Regions from separate parts of the Triticum aestivum genome. Here region 2 is linked to region 1. Evidence: chromatin contacts called from public Hi-C data. All regions are on one chromosome and are shown on one strand. The core of a region is the stretch at or near the end of the contact, and the rest is flanking DNA. Distances in the headings are between cores, read along the strand shown. Region 1 holds the start of LOC123120723 (flowering time control protein FCA). Region 2 holds the start of LOC123120728 (calmodulin-binding receptor-like cytoplasmic kinase 3).

The links. A called contact is a pair of places that touch in the nucleus more often than the background predicts.
Region 2: a Hi-C map of leaf shows a contact between it and region 1, with 5 times the contacts expected there. The contact joins the promoter of LOC123120728 here to the promoter of LOC123120723 in region 1. A contact is called at or near these places in 3 of 5 Hi-C or Micro-C datasets (all in leaf).

The regions. Positions count from the first base shown.
Region 1 is chr5D:265,464,989-265,468,393 of IWGSC CS RefSeq v2.1, reverse strand. It overlaps LOC123120723 (flowering time control protein FCA), which reads right to left and starts at 1,813. Exons shown (of 18, transcript XM_044540712.1): 1 at 1,253-1,813; 2 at 281-351. The coding sequence starts at 1,601.
Region 2 is chr5D:265,930,999-265,934,403 of IWGSC CS RefSeq v2.1, reverse strand. It overlaps LOC123120728 (calmodulin-binding receptor-like cytoplasmic kinase 3), which reads right to left and starts at 1,907. Exons shown (of 7, transcript XM_044540719.1): 1 at 960-1,907; 2 at 1-159. The coding sequence starts at 1,254.

The sequences.
Region 1 (3,405 bases), core at 564-3,063:
GTTATGCAAATAAGATAGCTAAATTTTACGCTAGCTCTCTTTTAAATGTAGATTTTCTTAACACAGAAAATGCCCCTTTTACCACCTATAGCTAACTTATAGGACTTCCAATTTATATAAACATTGGCATGGTTTCATGAATAGCAATAAGCCATGATAAAAGAAAAATAAGCTAATGTACAACAAAGCAGAATTCCAAGTTCTGAGATTATGTAAAGTAGACGTACTAACAAATCTGCAGGTACAAAATGGCAGATACAAGTATGGAAGTTGTACTCACATCATCTTCATTTGCTGTTCTTGGAACTGATCCAACAAAAAGTTTAACATAACCACTTTTGTTATCATGATCTGCAGGAAGTTTTCCACATGAATATCAATTAAGTAGCCCATGAAAGGGTGCAAAACAAACTCAACTATTTGCCCACTAAAGCTCAATGAGATATAACAGTACAATCAGCTAACAAACATAAGTTCTACAGACATTGATTACTGGAACCAATACAAATAAAAACTGGATGGGTTCAAATTGGTACATAAACTGCTTACTAGGAGGGAAAACATATCATTCAGCTCAACGGTTATGACTGAAGGTCAACATCTGGATTAAAAAAATATGACCTAGCTGAAGCTGGCTATTACAATAGCTTATCTGAAGCTTCATCACAAGATAGGCTCGTAGGCCATACCATTATATGATTTAACCACGAGAGTACGAGACAGAACACAACTGTGTGCATCATGGAGAAATTAGATCTTAACCCGCACTTTAATTCCCCATTTGATAATTTGCCACCACCCCCCCCCCCCCTCCCCTGAGAATGACGGGGGGCTGGGACCACCCGCCATTAAGACAACCCTGGACAAACCATCAAACCCTAGTAAAGTGGGGTAAATAATCTAATCCCCTGTGTATCATGCAAACTACAGCATGTACATCTAAAACCAGTCTAAGCTCATCCTTCATGCAAAAAGGTGGGTGGTCTTGCCAACATGGTATACATGCTAGCACCATACATGGTGGCCCGGTTTGTCTCATCCCAACATTGACTGATCAGCTACGGCAAGTTAACAACAATTGATTGAATTTGGTGTAAAATCTTCCAGAGGTCACGGAAGATCAACTTCAAAACCTATTCCACAGCGGACCAAAAGCCCAAAACATATTCGCGTGCGGACACAAGCTAAAATTCCACATCTAGAGGAAACCTAGAAAACACCAAAGCGCAGAAACCAAGAATCTGCACCAAACCTGAGTAGTCTCCACGGCCTCCCCCGCCACCGCCTCCGTAGCGGCTCCTCGCTCCACCGGCCGTCTCACCGAAGTCGCCGCCGCCGCCGCCGCCGCCTCTGTACCCTCCAGTTCCACCACCGCCAACAACGTATTCAGACGGCGCACGGTACGGATGGAACCTCCCGCCTCCGCCTCCGCCTCCGCCGCCGTCGCTGCTCCCGCCGCGGGAGGAGCGGTGGGGCGGGGGGCTACCCCCGCCGCCGCCGGACCAGCGCGAGGGTCCGCGCGCGAATCTGCCGTCCGCGCCGCTGCGAGCGCCGCCCGCGGGGCCGGAGGGGTCGCCGGAGCGGTCGCTGCCGCGGTGCATGTGGTGGGCAGAAGGTGGCTAGGGTTTTGACGCGGCTCGCGAGCACGAGAGGGGGCAGGCGAAGGCGAAGAGAGAGGCCGTGTGGAATTTCAACTCCGCCTCGTCAAGTGCCAATTGCCGTGAGGATCAGATTGGATCCGATGGGCGACCGACGGCAGTCTGCCCCGGCGTAACCGTTTCGTTTCTATCAACGGACAATGTAATTTCGGGGCATCTTTCCCAACTCAATAGGGCTATTTATATATCAACCTATGGAAACTAGATGGTTTTTTTTTAGGGGAAATGGAAACTAGATGATGCATATGCATCGCCGAGGAAATCATATTACCACAAACTACCATTCATAATTAATCGTGATCCTTCTCTCCAAAAGATGATACGATTTCATAATTACAATTACAGTAACGTGATCCAACCATCTAAAAAATGATACTCTTCATAATTAACGTGATCCTTCCGTTCAACGCTTGATGATATTTTACATAAATAATATAATCATTGCATCAAAAAATGACATTCTCCATAATTCTTATTCAAAGATTCATACTCTACATAATTAGCGTGAAACCAACAAACATAGGAAACCCAACCGAGATATCGTTTGTCTACTAGTTTTCCGTCGGGTGAACCACCCCCGCGTCGTCCGTCAGGGCGACTCGGGAGGCCTCTCGATCCGCTTTTCTCGGCGATCGTTCACGTGTGTCCTCCCCTCGCCGCCGCCGGTCGGCACCGCCGGGCTTGCCCGCGCGGCCGACGGCGGCGGCGGGGCTCTATTCCCTTGGCGTTTAGGCGGCGTTTGGCAAGGTACGAGCAGCGGCTAGACGTGTGAAGGTGGGAAGTTGCAGCGGCAGCGCCAGATCGTGGATGTGGGTTGCAACCTCGTCGCTGGCGCACTACGCGGAGGCAGCTTGATCTTGGCTGCACGGCGGCCTCGTTGAAGGCAGGAAACCTGCACAGGGTGTGTAGCTGCCATGATTCAACATGGGGAACACGCCCATACCAAGGTTGCTGCTCCTGGGTGCTCTTCTGATGTTGCCAAGCAGCAGTTGCATTTCGCCCAGCTATGCCCCGAAGTTGCATCACCGGCTAGACGGAGACCTTTTGATATGGCGGCTGTGTCGACTAGTGATGAATCAGGTTGGTCTAGATCTATAGTCGGCGATGCAGAGTTGGGTTCCTTTGTGGGCTGACAGCATGCGTTGGATGGCTCGCAGTCGATGCATGGTGGTGGTCATGTCCTTTCCCTTGATATGATCTGCTGCCACATGCACGGATGATGGAGTTAGTGGCAGGACATGATGGTGTCGTCTGATGCAGATCAATCATCGGTTGCCACTTATGAAGACAGCGTAGGGCCTCCGAAGCATCCCAGACTTGGGATTTTGGTGGTGTCGGTGTCCTTGCTCGTCGTCAATGACTTCGTAATGCTGTGGCGAGCGACACTTGTCGCGGCTCATTGGCTTTGCTCACGTGGGCATGACCTTTGCTCGCGTCAAGACCGTGTGCATATGCAGTTGCTAGGATCGGGGCAAGTGGAGGAGACAACAGAGGATACCTTTTGATTGGGTGGTGCTTCTCGAGTACCTAGTCTCGGGCTCCGAAGTGAAAACCCTAGGTCTGACCCTAGTTGTTATACCTGGCGATGGCGGCGTTCTTTATGTCGTTAGCCTGATGAAGGCATTGCTTGGAATTTGCTCACACCTAATCTTCGGGTGAAAACCCATGATCTAGCCTTCTATGGTTGGATCCGATGACGGCGACGCTTGCGTGGCCTTCCCTTCCTAAAGGCGTTGCTTCTGAAGAA
Region 2 (3,405 bases), core at 658-3,157, 470 kb before region 1:
CAGGCACAGCCAACAAAGGATCCTCTTTTTTGGAAGAATCATTGGCATCATGTTTATTTTCGTGTAGACCCGTGTTCCCACAAGGGTCATCTTCAGCTTTTGCGCCATTCTCTGACGACTGCTTCAAAAGCCTCCTTGGTATGTTTGGAGCTGAAGTTACTACATTTCATAACAAAGCATGTGTGTAAACAGAACTTAGAAATATACAAGTAACTAGAATACCTAAGAGAAATTAGGTAACGATTTATTTATAGAGAAAATAGGCACTCATTCGAGCTGAAGATGACAAGAATCTGAGTGGTGGGTCTGTACACCCACGGCTCACATTAACGGATATGGTCAGTCTATAGCATAGAATAGAAGTGGCATTCCCATAGAACCGACGTCTACACCAAAACTAAAGAATAATAGTAGGATGCATGAATGCTAGTGTTACACGAAGTACCAACAACAGCTTCGATCAGTAAAAGTCATGTGTTGTAAACAGAATCATACCTCAAAATTCAGATATATATGGTACTTAGGTTGTGTTTGGTATTGTAGTGCATTATGATAATCCTATTTGTCTTGACCAGCTTTTGCCGATTTTATCATTTGTATAACCTGTTTTTCCCTATTGCTGTGCCGATCTTTTCATACTTGATAATAAATTTATAATCTAGGTTCAGCACAGCACAATCCAGCAACCACAATCAAGCATTTCAAGTCGAATACAAAACAGATTCAGGTACAGCAACTAATATTTGGCTAGACTTGACCAGTCACTTTGTCCATTTTCAGTTCAAAAAGTCACTTTGTTCATTACTACTCGGTGCATGCCAGGACATGCACCGGGTCATCAAATGACCAAAGTTCCATATATACTTGCCAATTCAAGCTCTTATACAAACATAAACATATCGAACAAACTGCGGCAAACTGCGGACACAGCTGAAGCTAGAAACCTAGAAGCCACTCACCATAGCTAGATTGACTCCCATCATCGCTGCAGGAGCGCATCCACGCGCCCCTCCAGGATTGCGACCGCTCATCGCAGCTGAGGCAACCACTCCCAAAGTAGGACCGGAGCCTGTCGCAGCCTTGAGCACGGTCCTTCACCAAAACCCCATTGATGGACAGATTTTGACGGCCATCAGAGGTCTCCAAGATGGAAACTTGTTCATCTCCACAGGTCCATGAAAGGGTTGGCTCGGACCCGGAAGCCAAAGCCAGAGACGAGCAGAGAAGGAAGAGCAGAAGAGCCAGAGGAGACATCGACACAGCGAACTGGACCGTAAAATTCACAAGTATCTCATCCCCGAGACGAGCATATACCGCTTAAAAATGGGGATACAAGAGTGGTCGCATCCCCCTTCTCCTCCAACTCAACAAGGACAACTTTATTTGCCTCCAAGAAGACGAAATGAAGTCAAGGCTATAACTCGTGAGCAAGGGGACACAACTACAAGTGAATCGGGCTACTCCGCGGCGGATGAACTAGACGCCAAGAAAGGGCAACAAATCAAGGAAGACCTAGGAGTAGAAAACCTTGACCGAATTGGAGCGAGCGCCCCAGCACAACAACAAGACAAGCAAATCTAATCTGGGTTGAGCAGGAAGCAGAACGCCGACTGATCTGGCTACTTTACCACTCGAGGATCGGGGCTGTGGGGATCAATCGAGCGAGCGACTGGGTGTTGCTCAGATCGGGAGAAAGGAAGGATAGAAGGAAAGTGCGGAGCAGTTGGGGGGCAGACGGAAAAGAAGAAAGGAAATATCTTTGCAGCTCCCTACTCAGCTGAGCTGAAGCGAAGCCCGAAGAAGGTGGGAAGAGTTGGAGGGTCAAGGCAGAGACTGGAGAGGCGGGGTGGGGTGGGAACCGGCGGCGCCGGTAACTTCCGGGTGGCAACGTCACCGGAGGTGGCAGGTGCGGACCGGGGTGTGAAACTTCTAGCAGGTGGCAGCGTCACTGACTGGGCCGGGTTGCTCAGCTTTCTTTTCTAGATTTGCCCAGCTGTATTGGTACGAACTTCATTTGCCTCCACCTCTCTTCACCCTCCTCTCCACTTCGACTCTTTTTTGTTACACTCTTCCTTACCGTATGGGTTGAGTATACTGCATAATGTTAATTATTTCTTTTTACGAAGCGGAAGATTCTTAGTATAATCAATAACATATGATCATCAGCAAGAAGGTGTTTGTTTTGCTAATTTAATCCCGTTTTCCCGATTACATTGGCACCGCAAAAGTCGGTTCATGTGTTTGATTGCACTAGACCGTAAACGAATACAGTGTAAATGAGTATCAAGTCAGTTTTCACTTGATTACGCCCATCCCCACCGCAACCTGATTGCGTTACTGGAACACTCCCTCCCTTAATCCCATCCACCTCCCCTGATCCTATCCGACAGATTTCCTTTGTCACCTAAAAAACCTCTAGCCGCGGATCTTCTGATCTCCTCTAATATCCCCTTCGACTTCCTTTTATGAGCTAGCTAACGCGCCATAGGGGAGCGGGGAGCAGCACCGGTCGTCGGTCCCCGCGACACGACATGAGGAGCAGCTGGAGTCCTTCAACATATCTACATGTTGTCATGTTCCTCCATCCTCAACCATCAAGATCCCGTTGCATGCATCCTACACTCTTCGCTTCACTTCCCACTCTTGAGGATTGTGCACCCTCTAGATGGTTATACTGTTCAAGAGCATCTAGAGTGTGGATTCGCTGAAGAACTAGTATGTGAAGGTACGGAGATCACCTCAAGATCTACCACGAGTGATTGGATGAGTTATGTGGAACTTAGTTCAAGGATGACAAGGCAAAGATTTTCGTGTCTTCAGAGATGGGGCTCAGCCTCTCCAACCAGACTTAGAGTTGTGCTAGCAAGTTGAATTGAGTGAGCACATGGCATTATCTTCTAAGAGCAAATATGTTTTATTTCTTCACACTGTTTTACTTTTAAAATTCCTTTGTGTTTCAATCTATTTTCCCTTTCTATCCTTCTTTGTGATTGATGTGAAGATTATGCATATATACATGTTTAGCATCGTGCTTTGTTTACCTTTCTCAAATGCATCTTCTTGTTTGTTAGACTTGAGTACTTGTACTTCTACTTGGTCATTTTCTTGCTAAGTAATTGTCTAGTTATTCCTCTAATTTGCCTTTGTGTTGTTGTCTTGTTATTCTTCTATTTCCTACAGTATTTCAAGTTTTAGAAGATTTTTTTAAATCACACATTCACCCTCCTCTGGTCGATAACTTTGAAACTACAATTGGTATCAGAGGTATTCACTTGTCTCTGTGTGATTTTGTTTTTAATCATTTGGAGTTTTAGTTATGTCTATTACATGAAATTTTAGAGGTGCTATGAGGAAACCTATCATTGATTGCACTGATTACCCCTACTGGAAGCACAAGATGCGATT